Linked DNA regions of Pan troglodytes: region 1 is linked to region 2. The links are chromatin contacts, called in public Hi-C maps. All regions are on one chromosome and are shown on one strand. Each heading gives the region's core, a stretch centred on a gene start, on an enhancer-like site or on the middle of the called end of the contact. The rest is flanking DNA. Distances are from core to core; before and after follow the strand shown.

What was found. Hi-C and Micro-C count contacts between places; a contact is called where the count stands out from the background.
Region 1: a contact with region 2 is called in a Hi-C map of induced pluripotent stem cells, with 2.8 times the contacts expected there. The contact joins two enhancer-like sites. A contact is called at or near these places in 2 of 7 Hi-C or Micro-C datasets (both in induced pluripotent stem cells).

The regions. Positions count from the first base shown.
Region 1 is chr14:82,159,077-82,164,353 of NHGRI_mPanTro3-v2.0_pri, forward strand. No RefSeq gene overlaps it. Among named protein-coding and RNA genes, the nearest start is that of ACOD1, 400 kb to the right of the region's middle. Within about 2 kb of position 2,580, at least 2 of the 24 cell types and tissues checked have an H3K27ac peak or open chromatin away from gene starts, as enhancers often do. A contact at or near this core is called in induced pluripotent stem cells, where this site is marked.
Region 2 is chr14:81,724,492-81,729,036 of NHGRI_mPanTro3-v2.0_pri, forward strand. No RefSeq gene overlaps it. Among named protein-coding and RNA genes, the nearest start is that of LMO7, 490 kb to the left of the region's middle. Within about 2 kb of position 2,805, at least 3 of the 24 cell types and tissues checked have an H3K27ac peak or open chromatin away from gene starts, as enhancers often do. A contact at or near this core is called in induced pluripotent stem cells, where this site is marked.

The DNA of each region.
Region 1 (5,277 bases), core at 1,330-3,829, 430 kb after region 2:
TTAGAATGTTGTTCTAATGTCAACTTTAACGTCTAAATAAGGTCAGCAAACTCGTGGCAGGATTTTCTTTATAATTTGTCTCTGCTTCATCCAATGCATCTCCTCCATGCTGTAAGCCACGGTAGATGCCCCATGTCTGTAACATCTTATAATAAATATACCTTTTATTTGCATCAGAATTCACACACTAATTGCAGAAAAGTTTCAGGTTCATTGCAATTGCTCTGGCCCGAAGGAGTCATCTTTGATGGTTTTCGGTTGTGTTTGCTGCTTCAATTTATGGCTCCCATGGCAATCAGTGCTGCTCTCCTCCTGCACATGCATTATCAAATATGCCTTTTGCAGCTGCTTGGGATGGTCTTAGGAGAGTAGAAGGAGGCGGGGGTGCCAATTCCTTTCAATGTTTGTAGACAAAGAAGAACTTCCTGGCTAAGTTCTATGTCAGGATGCATGCCTCTGATCTTTAAGGCAAATGAGACAAAAACCTAACCATAATTTAACAGAGAAGCATGGGTATTATCCCAGCCTGCACAGAAACCATGTTCAGACTAAATAACCCACTAATTGCTTATGCTCAGTATGGAGTCAACCCCACATAAACGATTTACAGAATCCACTATCAACTTTGCATTGGCAACAAAGCAACCTCTAAAACAACAACAACCAAAGCTGGCAACTGGCAAGTGCTGACTAGGGTGAGTTAGAACAATGTGGGAATGGTCACTTCTGGTACAGGCTGGATAAAAGGAGCAGGAACAGATGAGCAATTTAAACTTCCACATATTTCATCCAAGTTAGTAGCAAAACATGGCAGTCTCATTGGCCCCTGCAAAATCCCAACTCTATTTGTCAAAATCCTGGAAGTTCTGAAGTTTACCCAAAGAAAGTGAAGGAAGCTAGCAGCCTGTTAATTGGTTTGGGTTTTCAATTCACAAGGCAGCAGGTAATATTCACCCAACATCTTCCACTTTATATATCTTGAATGCATACTGGCTGCTCTTCTTATGAACTGCCACAGTGCCTAAGATTAAGCTTCTTGTTGCAGTTTACGACTATCAAGAAGAAACAGTAGAATCGTCTGGATGCTCTGCGCTCATGAAGGAAACTACTCATTATCCTTTTTTTTTTTTTTCTGAGATGGAGTCTTGCTCTAATGCTGGGCTGGAGTGCAATGGCAATGGGGCGATCTCGGCTCACTGCAACCTCTGCCTTCCAGGTTCCAGAAATTCTCCTGCCTCAGCCTCCTGAGTAGGTGGGGCTACAGGTGCCTGCCGCCACACTCAGCTAATTTTTGTATTTTTTTAGTAGAGACGGGATTTCACAATGTTGGCCAGGCTGTTTCTCAAACTCCTGACCTCAGGGGATCCGCCTGTCTCAGCCTCCCAAAGTGCTGGGATTACAGGCATGAGCCACCGTGCCCGGCCTCATTATCCATTTCTTTTTGCCTGCTAAGCCAACATGCCTCACTCGCTATGTCTAACTTAGCCTCTGTTTGTCCCCTCTAATCTAGGAGAAATTCTTCTTGCTAACCTATTATCTATATAATCTTTTAAAAAATATTTACTTTAATTATGGATATATAATGGTGATATATATTTATTACATAATATTAATCTGCCTTAGCATTAAATTAGATTATTAGATTACAAAGAAAACAGAAATCTGAAGAATATTACTATTAGTCCAATGCCATGTACCAAGTAAATCCTTAAAAAACACAACTGGACAATGAAAGGTAACCAAAGGTCTTTGTGATCCATGCCATACCAGACAGCACAGAGAACATGGAAGCTCTGAACTCAGGGGCATTTGACAATTTACTTCTGTTTAACTCATCTATTTTTTAGGAGAGAAAGAGAAATAACGGGCAGGTGGCACATAAAAAAAATAAACAGTTCTCAACAAAGAAGATAGCTAAAAAAAGATGACCACAATCCCAAGGAACACCAAAATGAGAATGCAATGAATCCAGAAGGAAATACAGATATTTCCAGTGGGATTGAAGCAACAACCTGTTGCCATTATGTTTCTCTTTGCCCTGAAAGTTCAAATATTTGTGTTTCTCTGAGACTGCTGATAGAAATGCAGCTGATGAGACTCCTTCATTTAAGGCAAAAACTGGCAGCCCATTGAAGGTGTCAAGAGTTCACACTGCTTCCACATGAACCTCAAAAATCAGAGTCACAAATTATTAGGGCTGGAAGACATTTGGAATCACTGAATAAAACTCCTTATATCACAGTCATTTATCCAGGGAAGGTAAGTAAAGACTTGTCCAGCTATTTGGCAAAAGAGACAAGTCTCACACAGATAGCCAGACCCTTAGGTCAGTCCTTTCACAGGCTGATGATGGTACATTCTTTTTAAAATCACTCACACATGTGACCATAAGACGACGATGACAACAACAACAACAACAACAAATAATGAAATAAAATCCAGGACACTAAGGGAAAACTGAAAAATGTGTATTCGGTGATGATCCAATTCCAACAGAACACATCCATACCTCCCTCTTGATGTGTGGATAGACTGATCTTAGGACCAGACATGCAACATTGTATCTGGTTTGAACAAACTTCTAGGCATTTGTCAGTGCTTCCCGCAAGAAACTGCCTTTGTCCTTCACAGCATGCTTCATCCTGCCTGCTGAACTCTTTTCCTATCTCCACATAACGTAGGGTGAGGACACATGTGTTCTGTTTTGTGTTTCTTCATAATATGTCATTTCTTCAGAAAACAAATTTGAGTATAAGAAAACACTTTAATCTCCTTAAATTAATGAATGTAGTTTGTAGAAGAACAAATTCATTTTTTTCTTTACCCAATTTGCATAGTAATGTCTGAGCACAAGCAGCAGCTCACAGATTTATACAAGGGCACTGAAAGAAAAAGAATAGGCTTTCCAACCATTATCTTCCAAAATCCTGCCCCCACACATTACCAAACAAAAATAGACCTAGTTTATCTAGAAACTTGAAAGCATGTACTATATCTGTCTACTTTATCCATCTCCATTACTACTATCACAGTCTAAGTGACATCATCTAAAATCATGATTTTTTCCTAATTGATCTTCTTGCTTTTACTTTTATTCCTTACCATCTGTTCATCATTGAACAGTTATATTCCTTTCTTTTAAACATAAATTGAACCTGTTTTTCCTGGATAAATCCCTCCAAAGTCTTTCCAACACGCTCAGAATAAAATTCAAATTCATTAACTTAGCTGGGAAAGGAGCTTGCAGTGCTCCAAAAAGAGTTAGTGGAACTGAATATCACAAAAACTCCTTTATTCTTGGAGTCTATCTTGGATCAAATGAAGCTTCTGAGCCCAGAAAACAAACCCTATTTTGTACGTAATATTCCATAGAACATTAAACATTTCTGCGCTTACATCCCCTTTGCTGTCCCAGGCTTTATCCAGCTACTGTTTGACCACTCTAGATTCAATCTGCTCAAAGATACACATATAAAGATCTTTTCTTTTTCTTTTTTTTTTTTTTTTGAGACAGAGTCTTGCTCTTTCACCCAGACTGGAGTGCAGTTGGTGCGATTTCAGCTTACTACAACCTCCCCCTCCCAGGTTCAAGCAATTCTCCAGCCTCAGCCTCCCAAGTAACTGGGATTACAGGCATGCACCATCACACCCAGCTAATTTTTTGTATTTTCAGTGGAGACGGGTTTTCACCATGTTAGCCAGGCTGGTCTCAAACTCCTGACCTCAAGTGATCCGCCTGCCTCGGCCTCCTCCTGAAGTGCTGGGATTACAGGTGTGAGCCACTGCCCCTGTCCTATTTTCTTACTCTTCATCTTGGAAGACGAAAAGAAACAGTTACATACTCCTGAGTCCAGCATAATAAGAGGATGGTAATATACAAGGGACTCTACCTCAGAAAAAGGAGGCAGGGGGCGGGTAGTATATCTGAGACAGAATCAAGACTTTGTGTTCTAACTACCATCAATGCTTTTAATGCAAATATTAAAAACTTAACAAAGAGGGAACCAAAGAGGGAAGCATTTCTATATGTAAGTGAACACTGAAATCACTGATGTAAGTTAGAGGCATGAGAGCAGCTGCAGTTAGAGCCAGAACAAAAGAGCGTAAGCAGAACTCTTTGTGGGTCAACTTACAGCTGAGACGAGTCAGTAGTTATTCCTCATCAGTTAAAATAAGTCTCTTTTACTTTTCTTTCTGCCATGTAACTACAGAATGTGAAACCCAATATCCCCAAATAAGCCCCTGAAAATCCCATCTATAGTCCATTACACTCAAACTGGCACAATTGTCCCATAGAACTGATATTTACTGTGTTTGAATACACATCGATATTAACTCTCCTGGTCTTAAAGTGTGAAACTTGCATTGGTCTTATCTGAGTTCCTTCCTCAGGAAACTGGCCATCAGACCTCCCAGATAGTATGAAGGAGCTGACACTTACCAGGTCACTACATCCGGACAATGAGATCCCAGACCCCTCACCCATCATGATTGTCTAACGAACCACCTGCCTCCTGTTGACCAGCTTCTCTTGCTTAGCCCTCCTACACTTAGCTACATTCCTTCCCCTATTGTACTTGGTCAGAGAGATGTGTTTAAGATTGATCTCCCATCTTCTCAGCTGCAGTACCCAATTAAAGCCTTCTTCCCTGGCAATACTTATCATCTCAATGATTGGCTTTCTGTGCAGCAAGCAGCAGGACCTAGACCAAACTCTGGCACTTCAGCAGCAATTCCACAGTTCCCTAGGGTCAACCCATGGAAAAGTAGGCATTCTTCTTTGAGATTAATCGTTTTTTCTACCAACTGCAGAGAAACTCTTTCCTATCCTTCTCTTATTACCTGTTCTCATGCATGAAGATAACCAATAGTTTTGGAAACTAGACATGTTCTGGCCACTTCTTCAAAGATGATGATTTGATACTTATATGCTCCCAGAATTTTTTTAAAAAACTTCCTGTTCCATTCTGATGATCACCCTGAGATGAACCACAACCCAGCAGAACTGGAGGGACAGTGCAAGGCTGTACCCACCTTAGCCAGTAGAGCCACTTCATGTGTTGAGATCCTACAGCCTCTGCTGCCCCCTGGTGGTAACTACTAAACTTACCACACCCCTCTCTAGTTCAATGACTTCAAGAAATATCTACTGAGGACCATGTCAAAAGTATGACATAAGAAACTGTGACATAATGCCATATAATATATTTCTTCATTCATGTTTTGGAAGTCAAGAAATATACGTCATCCTCCTTGAAACAGCTCCAAATACCTAAC
Region 2 (4,545 bases), core at 1,555-4,054:
CCTCGTTTTCAAGGAGAGACTATAAAAGCACTTTCTGTACAGTATAATGCTTCTCTAGGTACGGTGAATAGACACTTTACTGTTTTCCTATTTACTTGTCTAATATTTAGCTAATGTGTGCTTCTTCTATTTTCTCCTCTGAGGCTTCTTTCTTCTAACAGTCCCCTCAAAAATGAAAGAAATTTCCTATATCAAGTATCTACTGTTTTCCTTTTGGCTGATTGCTGGTTTTCTCTACTTGGAAGCTAATTTTTAAGAGGCAGGGAGCATGGGTGAAATGTTCTCTGAGCTCTTCAATGTTGACAAAATAGGGGTGCCAGCACCTTGTTGATAGTTTTATCTCATATACATCTGAAAACCTCCATTTTCAGATAAGTGAACTACAAAGTAAAATAACTGCTTCTGTGCTGCATGAGGAGGCCACCTGATGCAAACGGAAAATTTCACAAAGAGAATGTAAGTCCAGGACAGGGGGCTTGTGCAGAGAAAGTGTTCAGTGAATGTTTGCTGAATAAATGAATAAATAATAAGGGAACGAGAGCTAACACTGCTGAATACACACGATGGCCATTCATATTTTATAACAGAATCCAGGACTGTAAATATCATTAACATCTGGCAGACTGTATTCTGATTAGGTTAATATGGTCTCAGCCACAGTGGTTTGAAGAAATAACTTGTTCTAAACATGTGGCCAACTGGGAATATGATTCTCAGTAAAAAGCTTGTCTGTGACTTTGGATCTCCTTTAAAATTTTCTTTAAAAATGATTCTATTTTATGTTTATTATTGTAAACATCTCTTATTTTTTTCACAAGCAGATGAGAAATATAATTAATTACATGATGTAAAGGCAGAATATGTAAAGAAACACTGCCTTCTGAGGTTGGCCCCAGAGGAGGATCCTGTGGTAGGGATGTGAGCTTCACACAAAGCTCTCGCCACCCCCTTGGGAGTTGTTTGCTATCCCCATTACAGGTTCCAGGGGTGCAGCTTGTTCTTTAACCTGCTGGTCCAAGTTTTATTCTTGTTTTACTGTAGTTTAACTGAGGTTGAGTGCTTTTCTATATTGATTCCAAAAAATCAGGAATAAAAAGGAAAACAATCATAGGAAATAAAAGAAATGTGGATAATCCAGAAGATTTGCATCTTGCTCTTCGCATAACATATTGGCAAACTTTTTCTATAAAGGGGCAGGTAGTACGTATTTCAGACTTGTGGACCATATTGTCTCTTTCGCAACTGCTCAACTTTGCAGTGGTAGTGTGAAAGCAGCCATAGACAATATGCAGATAAGAGGCTGAATTCCAGTAAAGCTTTAGAAAGACAGGCAGAGCCAAATTTGGCTTGCAGGCCAATAGTTTGCCCACCCCTGCTCTAGATTGCCAGACCTAATCTATTCCCTCAGGCAAAATATATTCATGACAAGTTCCTTCCCTTACTAACTCCATCATCTGAGCATGCCCCTTTGGACAGTTGCCTCTCTCAACCTCCAGACAGATGAGGGAGGTTAAGGATGATGATACCTTGAACTTTTTTTTTGGTCTGAGGTCCTACCCCTTCCCTCTCTTTGTAAAGTCCAAAATATTATAATATGGTCAGTTATAATGCAAGAATTACAGCATCATCATAAGATGCAAACTCGTCTAATTACTAACCAGAGACTCATTTCCTTATGAAATTTTTAGAAACATAATACAATTATTCTTCTTACTATTGGATCTGTTGTTTATTCACAGCAGAGAAGGCACACAGGGGCCTATGTTTGCTTTGTGTTTCTCAATGAATCCTGCATAATGCAGAAACAGTTTCCTGCTCAGTTCAAAGGCATGTATTGGTACAAAGTCCTGAAAGGAGCTCAATGAAGGATGGGAGAATGGAGTTATCTATATCACCTCCACATATATTCTACCTACATTCCCACATGAGCTGTTATTGGGACTTTTGTACAAAAAATTACCCCTAAAAAGATCTCTCCTTCAGCAGAATGAATCACAAAGCCCATTTTGTCTCTGCTATAATTCCAACTGAAGAGTCTGGGTCAATTTGGATGAGGTCCTTTTTATTCCTCCCTGTGCTTTTTTTGAAGTTCAGAGTGTAACTGGACCATGGTGATGCTCAGATAACTTGTAGGATAGTTCATGCAGCTGGTACATGTATGCTGATCTTATTCCAGACAGGCAATCATTAGGTTAGCTCATAAGATCATGATGCTCTTCATCAATGGCATGACCTAACAGTGCAGGCTTTGATCTGCACTCCTGACATTGTCTGTTGGATCTGTACATCATACATTATCTTTTAAATATGCATGTCTGATGTTCCCTATGTCCCATTGAGAAATCTCCTGCATTGTCATTTTTGGGGGCACTTCCTCGCTTTGCCACTATACAGTGCTCCAGGCTCATCTTTTATATTTACTGCCCCAATCCTAGAAGTGACCATTTCTACAAAGATCAATGGTTTCTTTCATTGGATAATGTGGCTGTATTTCAGAAGCTCTGGATGCAAGGTGTGACGAATATCATTTTTCAGTAAGATTACAAGAAGGTGGACTCTCTTTTAAGATCTTCTGTTGAGCAGTGTCTTTTCAACACCTTTCTTCAGGATCCTGGGGTGGTGGGAGGAAGGTGTGCATTCACAAATTTTAAGGAGTTTCTCAGGAGGCACCATCATTGTTGAGACAGGGCCCTTGCCAATGGAACATTTCTCACAGCTGCTTATGAATAAAAACAAAGGAAGGACTGTAAGCTTGGATTCTCTGCAAGCTGCTTCTACCACTGGCCTCAGCATTTAGCATGGTCACAGGTATGACAGTAGGTGGCGAGAGCTGCTTTACGAGACGACTTAGACTTGGAGTCTTTAAATTGAGGTGCTAAGTGAGCCTGCATTTTATATACCTAATACTTATTTTGAGCTTTCTGTAACCTGGAAAGGATAGAACTTATGATTGGATTCAACCTCCTGATTTGGTGGTTACTATGGTGATTAGGGTGGGGCCACAGGAATGAAAGGAATGATGAGTATAATATTATGAAGAAGACTTGGTGACTTATTACATACAGGATAAATGGGAAAAGGAAGAATAAAAAAAGAAGAGTTTTCTGGTTAAAAGTGGTTAGTGATACTGTAATAAAAATAGGGACATTGGGTATTGATGCAGGTGCCTACCAGAAGGTTGGAAATGTGCATCAGAAACTCAGAAAAGAAAATCTGGGTGAATGGATTCAGGAGCTATTTTCACAGACATCATGATGAATTATTTTCTTCCATGGGTCTGACACGTGCCTTGAAAATTGTAGTATGTGTGCTGTGAATACTAATATATGGATGCAGTTTTCTTCAAAAAGGGATAATGGGTTGAATATGAAGTTACCTCTAAAGAATCAAACTCAATTTATTCACTCATGTTCTTTTAGGATATATGAATGTTAAAATCAAGATCTAAATAGCAACAACAACAAAAAAGACTAGTTCGATAAACTGCCAGACTACAAAGTTACGAGCATGTGCTCTATGCTAATATGAGAATTGCTGTGATTATAGGAACTCTTAGTAAATTGCATGTTTTAAAAAATATAAATTTCTATTCGTTGAGAAATGTGAAAGTTATTTTAAGGTTATATTTGTATTACATTTATAAACTATTTTCCTTGAAAGATATAATTCTTATTTTAGGTTACATTTTCATTTTATTTAAGAGATAGCAGTAGTTAACACTTTATAACCGCAACCATCAGTGTTTCTGGTAAGAGGAATGAATTAAGGGCTGTAGTTACATCTATGCTGATTGTTCATGTAAGTTACACTCACTATGAACTGTGGAGAACCAGTAAAGTCTTTTCTGTATCATATGTTTGAAATGTTGGAGGGCAATTTTGATATAAGTACACAAAGGGAGATAACTGAAAAGTGAAGTTAGGAATTTTACTTCTTTAAATGACATTAACAATTAGGTCCTATGTTCATGGGAAGGAGGTTTCAAGATGACTTTTATTTTTCTGTAAGGCATCCCTGAACAGGACCAGGAATGTGGTTTAATTAAGTCTATTGAACCCACAATACAGAGAAACTAATTGATCTCTATTCTTTTTGTGCCCATAATCACGATCTCTGTCATGTCACTTTCTGCCTATTGATGATGGCACAGAGATGAGAAAAATATTTGACTGCTGCTTCCTTCTGCTGGACGTATGGTAGACATAGTCAAATGCTCATTGGGACTCTGATGGTCCCTGTTGTGGATTCAGAATTCTCTACACAGTGATCTAAATGACTGTAATTGAAATATACAGTATAACCTATATCTCTCTTGTGCAAGAAGAAACAGAAACCTGTAGGAATATTGACTATTTTTACTCTGTAGATTTGGAAACTTCCAGTTAGACCTATCAAAGACAGGAATGTTGAAGAAACCGGTGGGTTCTCAGTGCAAACATTTGCTGATTGCACTTTGATTCAATTACTGTAATTTATCTTTCTGCTATCGAGTATTCCTCTTTAAATATCAGCACGTTAGAATTGATAGTTTAATGGGTTTTTGAA